Regions from separate parts of the Mus musculus genome. Here region 1 is linked to region 2. The links are chromatin contacts, called in public promoter capture Hi-C maps. All regions are on one chromosome and are shown on one strand. The core of a region is the stretch at or near the end of the contact, and the rest is flanking DNA. Distances in the headings are between cores, read along the strand shown.

Region 1 (6,405 bases), core at 100-2,599, 540 kb before region 2:
CTTTCTTTTTCTCCTCCTCCTCTTTTTTTTTTTTTTTTGGATAGGGTTTCTCTGTGTAGCCCTGGCTGTCCTGGAACTCACTCTGTAGACCAGGCTGGCCTTGAACTCAGAAATCTGCCAGCCTCTGCCTCCCAACTGCTGGGATTAAAGGCGTGTGCCATCGCTGCCCGGCTCCTCCTCCTCCTTCTTCTTAAAAGTATATATTGGTGTTCTGCCTGCCTGAAAGTCTGTATGAGGTTGTCAGATCTTTTTTGAAGTTACAGACAGCTGTGAGCTGCCATGTCCGTGCTGGAAACTGAACCCGGGTTCTCTGGACGAGCAGTCTGTGCTCTATAACCACCGAATCATCACTCCAGCCCCTATTCGTTATTTTTAGCATCCGTGGTTGAGAAGTCTTTGGGCTTCTCTCTATAGGTAATTTTGGGTTTATCAGTTATGGTGAAGTTTCTTTTCTCATTTAAAAATTACATTTATTGATTTATTAATTTATGCATATGTGCATATGTGCCACAGCATTCACGTGAAGGTCAGAGTGTACTTTGTGGGAGCCAATCCTCTCCCTGACCCTCTGTGGGACCCTGAGATCAAACTCAGGCCTTCAGACTTGGAGGCCAGCATCTTTACCTGCTGAGCCATCTTGAAGATACAAGTTGATACAATTTCTTGATTTTCAACAGGAAAGGCAAACTTGTTCCCCGGGGCTTCTTCTCTCCTCCTGTCCCTCTTATTTATTTTTTCTATCTTTCTGCCCTACCTCAATCCCACAAGGAGTTCTTAATTCAATGGGGGAAATGCTTGTGGAGCAGGCTGTGGGCAGAGAAGGGAGGCGAGATGCACCAGCCCAGTCCACCATTACTGGGGAATCCACTCCAAACATGGAAGGCAGTCGGGCAGGCAGAGCTGTTCCTCAGGACTGAGAAAGGGCTCCCATTCTGTCTTTATAGATTGCGACTTCCTGGCACTGGGTCTGGAACACTTGAGTCCTGTTCCCTGTGTGGTGTTCTCTATCCTCTGAGAGAGGTGAGGAACCCCAGAAAGGAGAGGGCGGGATGATGGTTGTGTTGTATATTTTGGCAATGTCACAGTCTCAGGGATGGAGAGATTCATCTGGCTCTCCCTTCACCAGCCATTTCTACAGCAGCGGCAGCAGGAGGGGGCCAAGCGGCATGTTAATTCTTGCTGGAACACAACCAGGCTGACAGTTCCCCCGCTCTAGGCCTGATGGGTGAATCCAGGCATCTTGGCGCTCTGCTGACATCATGGAAAATCTTAGCTGCATGGCCGCAGAGCACACACTTGCCAATTAGCAGGGAAGCCCACAGAGGAAAGAGGTATGAGGTTTCGAATTATCCCTGCGGGAGACAAAGGGCCATTGCCTGATGCCTGAGAGAGGCTGTTCTGTGCACAGCTTGGGCAGCCCACATCTACTGTGGCACCAGGCCAGACATCATCCCTTCAGACAGGAGGAGGTGGGGGCAGGGAGCGGCCTTTGTTTGTCTCAGGCACCTGTGCCCAGTGGAGCTACCTGGATGGGAGGGAGGGGAGGAGGGATGACAGAGGCGGGGAACTTGCAGGAGAGTGGAAATGACAAATGTCTCCCACTGGGAACCCTGTGAGCTGTCCTGCAGGATCATCCATCTCCCTGCCGGTGATTTGCATTCCGACAGGGTGGGAGGTACTCCTGCCCACTGCTCCCCCATCCCACTGCTCCAGTTCCCACTCCAGCCCAATTCAGAATGAGGTGCTAGCCCAGGTGACCCCTGGAGTATTCCCTAAAGCCTTTACGGGACTCCCCAAGGGGCACTACTGAAAGTCTTTACCTCTCCAGAAAGCTTCTGGTAAAAGCCCAAAGCTTCGCCTGGCGCCTGGCGTGGCGTCTCTTGCATTACAATTTCAGCACTGGGGAGGCTGGGGAGAGAGGATCGCTGAGTTTGTGGCCTGTCCACATAGTGAGTTCCAGGGCAGCCTGACTTATATCTGGAGACCTTTTTCTTAAATCAAACTAAAGAGGCCAAAGCTTGTCAAGGTGACTCAGTGGGTGAAGCCAGAGGACCAAAGTCAGGAGAGAGAGAGAGAGAGAGAGAGAGAGAGAGAGAGAGAGAGAGAGAGAGAGAGAGAATGTAAAAGCACAAAAGGCATGCAAAACCCCCTCCCGTAGGAGGGGTGGGATGGGGCTTGGGGAAGGGGTTCAGGATAACGACACGGTGGGAAGCCATCCATTTGATTGTATCAAGAAGCCTTTGTCTTAGAGGGAGTGTATGGAAGCTGAAGACTTAGTATCATAACTGGCTTTCCTGGGCAGGCACAGCGTGCATGCTGCTTGCTGGCAAGCCTTGCCCACGCATCAGGTAGCCCTGCAGGCTCCCAGCTCAGGAAGCCCACTGGCACTGCACCTCCCTGTTTCTTACCCTGGGAGGTAGCACCTGCAGTCTGGAGCCCTGGGGCTGGGGGAGGGGTTGTGGGGGGAGGAGTAGTGAGGGGAGGGATCATGACACGATGTGCATTCTGCAGAGGGAAGAGCCAGGTGCTGATGCCGGGCAGAGCAGCCTGCTGTCTACTGTTTCTGCTTCCTGGTGACTTCATCTTTCCACAGGCCGGGCACATGCCTGGAGACATCAGATGCTCCAATTTGCAGGATCAGTCAGAGGCATGTTTCCCATGACAGGAGCCCTGGGTTGAGGCCTGTTCCTTTAGAGGGGAGGCCTGTGGGGGGCAGATCTAAGAACTGGTAACCTGTGCAAGGATATCAGGAAGGCTAGGCTCAGCAGGCTGGGTGCTCCGGGAAGAAGGGGCTGCACAGGGGTCCATCTGCCGCTGGGAGATCAGCTGATCTTTCCCATTGCTCGACCCCTTGCAGGTTGCCCTGTGTAGGGCAGAGGAAGGGTCCCTAATGCTTTCTTCTCGGGAAGGGCTTGGGCCTTTTCATGGAATTACCTCTTCCTCTGGCCCGGTGCCCACACATTCTCTCATTGTGGCCACCAGAGACCTACCACTGTCCCCTGGATGTTCCCCCTGGGCCCCTGGCAACCAAGGGCCAGAGGAAAGCTTAGCTTCTGAGCCAAGAGAACGCCCTTCCTTCTTCCTGGACATCGAGAAACCAGTGTGGTACAGGGACAGGCATGGGAGCTGTCCACACCACATGCCAGCAATGGGAACACCCAGTACCCAGAGCAACTTTGAAAATAATAAAACACATGGGAAGCCACGGCTCTCTATTAAACACCACACACCTAAATACCAAACACGTCTGATTGACACCAGTTGTTTACACACTGAAACATGTTGTGTCCTTGTAGAGGCCTAATGTATGTGTAAGCTGCGAATTAGCACACTTTAAAAATGATGTATCTTGGCCCCGACACCAGGATGGCTGCCTGCCTTCGTCTGGAAAGCGACTTCTTACAGTCTGACACTGTTTGGCATTGCCCTGCTTGCACTAAAAACGATTTGTTGAGGTTGGAAAGACGGTGCTATGATTAAGAGCACTTGCTGCTCTTGCAAAGGACCAGAATTTGGTTCCCAGCACTCCTCCTGGGTGACTCAAAACTGCCTGTAACTCTGGGATCTGACACTCTCTTCTGGGCTCCATGGGCACCTCTGCCCCCCCCCCCGACACACACACATACACACACACACATGTGCACACTCACACAGAAAAACACATATTCACACAAGCATACATATACAAATCCACAAAACACACACACACACACACACACAGACAAAATAAAATAGCCAGGCATGGTGACGGCTCACTCCATTTATCTCAGCACTGGGGAGGCAGAAGCAGGTGGATCTCTATGGATTCCAGGGCAGCCTGGTCTCTGTAGCAAGTTCTAGGCTGGCTAGGGATGCACAGTGAGACCCTTTCTCAAAAACAAAATAAATATAAAAAAAGATTTATGTATTTATTTATTTGTGTGTGCATTTGGCACATGTGTGTGTGTGTGTGTGTGTGTGTGTGTGTGTGTGTGTGTGTGTGTATGTGTGTGTCCATGCATGTCCAGGCATGAGCATACTCTGGTGTACAGACAGAAGTCAGAGGATAATTTTCAGACGTCAGTTCTCCCCTTCCACGTTAGTGAAGAAGGGTCTTGTTTTTGCCAGTGTGCGGTGTACCCTGGGCTGGCCCCAGAGATGTCTGGCAGCTGTCCTGTCTGTCTTGTGTCTTGCTGTAGGCATGTTGGAACTACAGATGTGTACTGCTGCATCCTTTGTACATGGGTTCCTGGGATTGAACTCAGGACCTTTAGTCTAGAGGCTAGAGGCTGTCCCTCAGTCCTCAGGTGCCTCTGTAGCCTCCCCTTCCCATTGAGAGTCTTCCCTGCAGACTCCCATTCCCCAACCTTTAGCCAGCCCTGTGGAAGTGAGCTACGACGGGCACAGTGATGGCTGGCATCATCCAAGAAGCAGAGCTTGGCTCTGATCCCATCAATCTGTAGGAACACACAGAGCTTTTATTTCTGTTTCAACTTTAAAACAATGAAACAGCACGGACTGTGGCGAGAAATATTTATGTTTTGCAAATGCAAATTTTAGTGCATGCATGAAATGTTTTATTGAATTTGATTCTTTAAATGAGAATTTATTCTTCTATTAAAATCATTGCTAAGAATCACAAATCAAGGAGAGATGGAGTGTGGCCCGCTGTATGAGCTCCCTACAGCTGATGGATCGGATCATCGAAAGCTTGGGGGATGGATTATCTCCTGGTTCTAAAGGCTAGGGTGCTTCTTGGAAGCCGGGCTAGGATTTTAACTTGACACTTGTGCATGCTGGGTGAGAATCTAAACCACTGCCCGGCCCCGAGAAGGAAGAAATCAGGTTTTATCATCCCTGACACTCCAGGACAAGTCCTGATCTCTCTTTGCCTGCCTTCCTTGGCTCGTGGCTCCATCCTCTATCTATACTAAGATCTCAGGGGTTTTGGTTTGGTTTTTTTGTTTTTGATGGCACTGAGAGTCTACCCTTAAGGTTCTCCATGTGCCCTTTCCATAAGAATCTACAGGAGAACTTTCTGTGATCCTGGGTAACCTCCCAACACCCAATCCTCAACTTAATTTTTTTTTTAATTTAGTTTTAATTGTGTATACACACGCATGAATGTAGGTGCCCTTGAGTTCCAGAAGAGGGTATTTGATCCCCTTGAGCTAGAGTTACAGGCAACTGTGAGCTGCCCAATGTGGGTGTTGCAAACCAAACTCAAGTCCTCTGCAGGGGCAGTATGCACTCTTAATCCCTGGGCCATTTCTCCCATCCCAAATCGTCAACTTTAATCACATATGCAAGGTTCTCTTTTTCATATAAGCAGCAGCTTGGGGTAGTAGAAGTGGGTCCCGTATTTCTTTGGGGCCTTTGCTCAATCATCTCGTTGTGTAAAAAGGCAGTTGTTCAACAAAATGTATCTTGGGGAGATGCAACATACATATCTGCTCACCCAGATAGAGATCCTACAACACCCTAAAGTACGGATATCACAAAAGTCCATCTCAGTTAACCAATGGGTCTTGCTGGGGTTACCTACAAGAGTACGGGTGAGGAGTTACTTACGGGGGCAGAACTGACTCGAAGACAGCTGTGTTACCAAGTCCCACAACAGCATGGGTGACAGCTTACAATAGCTGGGAAACCAGGTTTCAATGCACAGCCTCAACAGATTGAGGAGTCTTTCTTCCTTCCTTCCTTCCTTTCTTCCTTCCTTCCTTCCTTCCTTCCTTCCTTCCTTCCTTCCTTCCTTCCTTCCTTCCTTCCTTCTATTTTTGTTTTTGAGTTTTGGGTTTGTTTTTGTTTTTTCTGAGACGGGGTTTCTCTGTGTGGTCCTGGCTGTCCTAGAACTCACTCTGTTTTTTGTTTTGGTTTTTCGAGACAGGGTTTCTCTGTATAGCCCTGGCTGTCCTGGAACTCACTCTGTAGACCAGGCTGGCCTCGAACTCAGAAATCCACCTGTCTCTGCCTCCCAAGTGCTGGAATTAAAGGTGTGCGCCACCACTGCCTGGTAAGAGTGTCCTTTCTTTTTTTTTTTAAAAAGATTTATTTATTTATTTATTATATGTAAGTACACTGTAGCTGTCTTCAGATGCACCAGAAGAGGGCATTAGATCTCATTACAGATGGTTGTGAGCCACCATGTGGTTGCTGGGATTTGAACTCGGGACCTTCGGAAGAGCAGTCGGGTGCTCTTACCCACTGAGCCATCTCACCAGCCCCCAAGAGTGTCCTTTCTAAATTACTCTATTTTAAACCTCTTCTTGGCGGCTTGGCTGGCTTCTGCTTCTTCCAGGTTGCGAGTCTGCTCTCAGGAGTCTTCTTCCCAGCTCTGCTTCCCTTCCTCTGAGTGGGAAGCTCAGCTTTAATTGTTTACTCTGGCAAGGCGGGGCCTAGGGAATCTTGTTAGTTTCAGGAACT
Region 2 (6,371 bases), core at 2,571-5,070:
TGCCCTTCAGATCTGCAGCTGTTCTTAGCAGCCAACATCCGTCTCGGGGATCTTGAGGGACACTGAGAGGTACTGAGGGACACTGAGGGGTACTGAGGGGTATTGGGGTATTGAGGAGTACTGAAGAGTTCTAAGGAGCACTGAGGAATACTCAGGGGCTTCTAGGGGTACTGAGGAGTACTGAGGGGGCACTGAGGAGTGTTGAGGGGTACTGAGGGGCACTGAGGAGCACCTAGGGGTATTGAGGGGATACTGAGGAGTACTGAGGAGTATTGAGGGGTACTGGGGAGCACTGAGGGGTACTGAGAAGCACTGAGGGGTACTGAGGAGTACTGAGGGGTACTGAGGAGTACTGAGGGGGTACTGAGGGGCACTGAGGAGCACCTAGGGGTATCAAGGGGATACTGAGGAGCACTGAGGAGTATTGAGGGGTACTGGGGAGCACTGAGGGGTACTGAGAAGCACTGAGGGGTACTGGGGTACTGAGGAGTACTGAGGGGGTACTGGGGAGAACCTAGGGGTATTGAGGGAGTACTGAGGGGCACTGAGGGCGACTGAGGGGTACTGGGATGTACTGAGGGGCATTGAGGGTGACTGAGAGGTACTGGGATGTACTGAGGGGCACTGAGGGCGACTGAGGGGTACTGGGGAGTACTGAGGGGCACTGAGGGCGACTGAGGGGTACTGGGATGTACTGAGGGGCACTGAGGGCGACTAATGGGTACTGGGATGTACTGAGGGGCACTGAGGGCGACTGAGGGGTACTGGGATGTACTGAGGGGCACTGAGGGGCACTGATGGATATTGAGGAGTACTGGGATGTCCTGAGACCTGTGAGTGGGAGAAGGGTTTGAACTCACCAGGCAGCTGCGGATGACCTTGAACACCGTATCTTCCTGTTTCTTCCTCCCAGGTGCTGGGATGACAGGCCTGTGGCAGCATGTCTTGTTTCCATGGTGATGGAGACTGAACCCAGGGCTTTGTGCATGCCAGGCAAGCACTCTGCCATCTCTTCTTTCAGAGCTTTGGTTTACTGTCTTGGACTTTACAGATGGGACCAACAATACATCCCATAATGCATGCATGGTATGTTTCTTGTAGAATTTATGTTAAGGGAATGAACGGCTCTGGGTGTCCGTCTGCTGTGCAGGTCCCAGATGCTCTCTTCTGGCCGAGTCTTCCCCACAGCAGGGGTTTTCTGACTCCCATCAGTGTGGATTACCTTAGTCGGACTCTGCATCCTTCGTAGGTGTTTATCCCTGGGATGAAGACCATGACCAAAAGCAGCTTGGGAGGAAAGTTTATTTGGCTTCCCTGTCCCGGTCACTGTCCCTCACTAAGGGAAGCCAAGGCAGGAACTCAAGCTGAGGCCTTGGAGAGCTGTGGCTTACTGCGTGGCTCCCCGTGGCTTACTCAGCCTGCTTTCTTACAGAACCCAGGACCACCTGCCCCAGGCTGTCACTGCCCAGAGTGGACTGGGCCCTCCTATGTCAATCATTAATCAAGAGAAGGAGGTATCCTTTTAATGAAGGTTCTCTCTTCCAACGACTCTAGTTTGTGTCAAGTTGACAAAAACCAACCAGCATAGTCTGTTATTCCATGAATAAATCATACGGTGCACTAAAACCCATTTCTCCCTTATTCATCAAAATAGCTTAAGCATCATCCCACTGCACAAATGTATCCACATTTCTTTAATTGATTATCTTCGGTTGCTTCCAGCTTGGAGCTATTTGGAGAATTAAATATCCAAGTTGCGTCATGCTTCCTTTATTCATAGCAATGGGTCTGCCTAGGGAGGGGGGTGGCGTTGAGAGGGAGCCATCCACAGCCTGCTGGCTGGCTCTTGAGTGTCATTATCAACCCAGGCAAGTGTCCATTGCACAGCCGCTTCCAGCAGCCATCACTCAAGCACCAACACCTTGTGTGTGGTGGTTGGGCGGGAGGGCTCAGCCTTCCGAAATAGCTCCTGTCAGTCCCAGGTATAGAGCACTTGACGGCCAAGATCTATTTCCTCTCCGGAGCGGAGCTCAGTGGTTCAGCCTAAAGACTTCCATGGAAAAGCTACCTTTCAGGGCTTCACACGTTCTAAGATAGGAGCTCTTATGTATTCCTTGGAGGACAAAGAACGTTCCTCAATGAAAACCAAGTAAACAAGATACGCCTCTTTTTGGGATAACATAACAGAGTGAAAACAGGCAGTTGGATCCAACTATTGTGTGGTTCCCACAGAAAGGGCTCATTAAGAAGCCCTGGGGACACAGTTTATTCCAAGGAAAATGTTCCTGAGCTTACACATCCTGAGGCGTGGTGACGTCACTTCCCCAAAAGAGCCCTGTCAGGATATTAGCTTGTCTTGTTATGTTAGGAGACAGGGCACTCTGCCCTCTGGCTCTGTAACTGGGTGTCACCTCCTCCAGCCCCTTCCCAGGCCACTTAGGGAAGCTGCTCTTACAGTCAGGCAGCTGGGTGTCACCTGGCTTCATTGGGGGTCCCCAGGATGCAAAGCATCCCAAAGATCTGGTCAATCTCCGAGCCACATGCAAAGGGGAAGAAAGGAGGATATGTTCTGTGGACCGCTTGTCAGACAGATTCCAGTGTTAGATAAGCACCTGGAACCAGAGCCAGTGGCCTTTAAGATATCTTTCCTGCCAAACAAGGTGGACAAGTATAATCCCAGAACTGGGGAGGTAGAAGCAGGAAGATCAGAATTCAAGATCATCTGCAACTACATAGCAAGTTCAGAGCCAGCCCAGGCTACAGAGACCCTGTGTGTGTGTGTGTGTGTGTGTGTGTGTGTGTGTGTGTGTGTGTGCAGTCTGTCTGTTTTGTTTTGTTTTTGAGACGGGGTTTTTCTATGGTACAGCCCTGGAGCTTGCTTGGTTGATCAGGCTGTCCTAGAACCCAGCGATCCCCCTGCCTCTGCCTCCCTAGTGCTAGGATGAAAGGTCTGCACCACCACTGCCTGGCTGACTCTGTCTTTACAGCAAAAGAAAGATCTTTCCCGGGAGAGTGCTGAGCAATCTAGAGAGTAAGCTTGGCTTCCCCAGCCAACCCCAGACTCCCCTCAATTCTTCCTAATAGAAGCAGTCACTGAAGGAGCTGGCAAGATGACCATGTGGATCCGGGCTCCTGTCACACAGGCTTTGATCCTGGGAATCCATAGAAAGGCAGAAGAAGATAACACTCCACAGGGTGCTCCTTCAACCTCGCTGCCCTCCTCTCTGCAAGAGAGAGAGAGAGAGAGAACAGAGAGAGAGAGAGAGAGAGAGAACAGAGAGAGAGAGAGACAGGGAGAGACAAGACAGAGGGAGAGATAAAGACAGAGATACAGAGAGAGATAAAGACCGAGACACACAGAGAGAAAGACAGAGATACAGAGACACAGAGGGAGGAAGAGATAAAGAAAGAGATATGGAGAGACACAGAGACAGACAGAGATAGAAAAAGAGAAAGATACAGAGAGAGAAAGACAGAGAGACACAGAGACAAAGACAGATACAGAGACAGATGACAGACAGACAGACAGACACACACACACAGAGAAAGAGAGAGAGAGAGAAACATGTTTAGTTGCTACTTACTGGCTGGACAGGAGACAGGAGAATGTTGAATGGGGCATGGGGCCCTGGGGGCTGTGTTTGGGGGTGTACATCTGAGGTGTGACAGAACAGAGTTAGCTATAAGCCACAATGCAAATGTCAAGCCCACAGAGTCACACTCAGAGGTCATGACGTGGCCAGCAGATGAAGTCCCCTGTTCAAAGGCCCTTGCAGGTGCAGCGGATGGGATGGTGCTGGCAATGCGCCTCTCGCCCTACAGAACTCCCATGAGAAAAAGCTGTGTCAGCAAGACGGCCTGGCCCCTCCCAGCCTGTGAAGCCCCAAGGACTGTGAGACAGCCTCAGTGGGAGAAGGTCGTGACCTTCTCACAGCCTCAGTTTTCTCCCTCGGCTGTGCTCTGATGTGGTGTTTTCTACGTATAGATGAACTGCAGTTTCTCTCCACTTTGGGTTTGTTTGTTGTTGGTTTTTTGTTTTGTTTTTTTTTTAAGTCTCTTTCTTCCATTAACCAAGCAAAAAACAGAGTAGAAATCTAAAGAAGAAATTGTGTGTGTGTGTGTGTGTGTGTGTGTGTGTGTGTGTGTGTGTGTGTTGGATGTGCATGTATCTGTTATCTGTTTGTACACTTTTCTTTCCTTTAAAGTCATGCAAATATGCTGGTGTGGCACCTCGTCCATTTAATCTCAACACTAGAGGCAGAGGTACAGAGATCTTAGGGAACTAGTGGTCAGCCTGGTCTACATAGCAACTTTCAAGCCAGCTAGAGCTACCAAGACAGACCTTGTCTCAAAACACAAAACAAAACAAATAAAATCAGTTAAATGAGACTCCTCATTTTCCCCCTGAGAGTCAGGCATGACCTCCAGTCAATCAGGCACTTAGAGCTGGATCACTGGCGACTGTCCCCCGGCCTGCGTCCTCACCACAGAGGAACAGCTGAAAGAGAGGTGGCCTCAGGAAAGCTGTAGGACTGAGCGGTCCAACCAGGACCCCCTCCACGTGGGCAGCATTCGCGGTTGAGTGAACGAGACTCTTCGCCCTGACCCTCAAGGCACACTAGCCTCTCCACCGGCAGCTGGTTTTCTCCAGCATTAGCGACTCTGAGAGAAATCACATGCCTAGGGAGACGTGTGACATGTGAACGTTCTCGGGTGACACACGCATTAACTGCTCTTATACGCAGAGTGAAACTGTGGACCGGATCGGGCTGGCCCCAGTCGTGTTCTCCTGAAGGTTAGGGGTGGGACACAGCAAGGAGCCGATGGGCGGGACTGCGGAGCATCCGCTGAGTTTGGAATCCTGACCCTCCCCTTACTTGGAACAGAAGTGGAGGTGGCTTTCTTGATTCTCAACCAAATTACATTTTTTTTTTCAAAGGCTGGGGGTGTAATTCAGCATACATAAGGTCTTGGGTTGGATCCCTAACAAGAAAAATAAACCAAACAAAACCCCAAAACAAACAAACCAACCAACCTCACCCTTCCTTCACTGCCTGTCTTATTTGCAGAAGAACGCGCCTTTCTTAAGGCCCTTTCTGGAATTTCTCAGTTGGGGTACCGCCTCCTCATTTCCTGTTACTTATCCCTAGAGGAAAAGAAATGACCTAAACAGGGCAGGGGGGATGCTCCATGTGAACAGAGGCTCACCCTGCGAGCCTGGCACCTGAATGAAAAATAGAAATTAAAAAAATAAAAATAAAAATAAAAAAAGGAAATGACTGTCCCTAAGTGTGGTGGAGATGACGATTTATCGTAGATAGAAGAGAGAGCATAGCCCGAGGCAGGGGCATCTGGGAGCCCAGACTGAGCTGGGGCACGCAGGGATACAGGGACAGGGCAGGTAACCAACATGTCTGGATTATAGGGAAGAGCGTCTGAGCAAGAGCAGCCCAGTCCCTGGGCTGGAGAGTTCAGGGTAGAGGGTATGCCAGCCCTACCCTGTAACCGTAGGGACTGGAAGAACCTGAAGCCAGGTCATATTTGATTTGTTAAATAGCCACCATTTGTCTTGGGGTCTGAGACTGACTAACCAGAGTTCAAGCACCACATCCCAAGGTGGAAAGAGAATAGATCAAAAGTGGCACACGTAAGTCTGCACTGGAACACTCACACGCACGCACACACGCGCACGCACACACACACACTGCTAATAATAAATAAAAGTTTAAAAAGGTAGCAATTCACCTAAAAAAAAAACTTTCTGCAAAAAGAACATATCTCCCACAGTCAATTAAAGTGCCACCACCACCACTAGGGTGCCTACAAGCCCTAGATTCTGGTCACTTCAAGTTGCAGTGTTCTGTGAACTCCTGTACACTTGAATAGTCTTTAAACAAACCATCTTTCTCTTGTAACCCACGCTGGCAGTACCGTTTGCTGTCCCCAGTTACTGAAAATGAGAGTAGAAGAAGCCAAACCGGGTGTGGTGGAACACACCTTTCATCTCAGCACTTGGGAAGCAGGAGGATTTCTGTGAGTTCGAGGCCAGCCTGGTCTGCATAGAGAGTTGCAGGACAGCCAGGGCTACATACTGAGACCCTGTTTTTACAAGTAGCATAGAGAGGGAGAAATTTTCTCTCCTGGACAAAGGAGCCAACATCCTTTATGTATGGTGATTAATCTAAAGGTTTTGTAAAATCTGGGAGAATGGGAGATATTAGGTAACGGAAATAGAATGGAAAATGTCACATATTTATTTTGGGGGCTGGGCAGTTTACCAGGCTCTGTACCTACTAGACAAATAACCTACCAACTGAATCACACCTCTCACCCAGCATAATTTAGCATAGGCCTACTAAACACCCAACAGT

Evidence for each region. Promoter capture Hi-C pulls out the DNA fragments that hold promoters and counts their contacts.
Region 1: a promoter capture Hi-C map of cranial neural crest shows a contact between it and region 2. The contact joins two enhancer-like sites.

Annotation. Positions count from the first base shown.
Region 1 is chr11:117,623,400-117,629,804 of GRCm38.p6, reverse strand. It overlaps Gm35170 (a long non-coding RNA gene), which reads left to right. Exons shown (of 4, transcript XR_003949818.1): 2 at 945-1,020; 3 at 1,127-1,331. Among named protein-coding and RNA genes, the nearest start is that of Gm35170, 13 kb to the left of the region's middle. Within about 2 kb of position 1,349, at least 124 of the 459 cell types and tissues checked have an H3K27ac peak or open chromatin away from gene starts, as enhancers often do.
Region 2 is chr11:117,090,335-117,096,705 of GRCm38.p6, reverse strand. No RefSeq gene overlaps it. Among named protein-coding and RNA genes, the nearest start is that of Mir6516, 16 kb to the right of the region's middle. Within about 2 kb of position 3,820, at least 115 of the 459 cell types and tissues checked have an H3K27ac peak or open chromatin away from gene starts, as enhancers often do.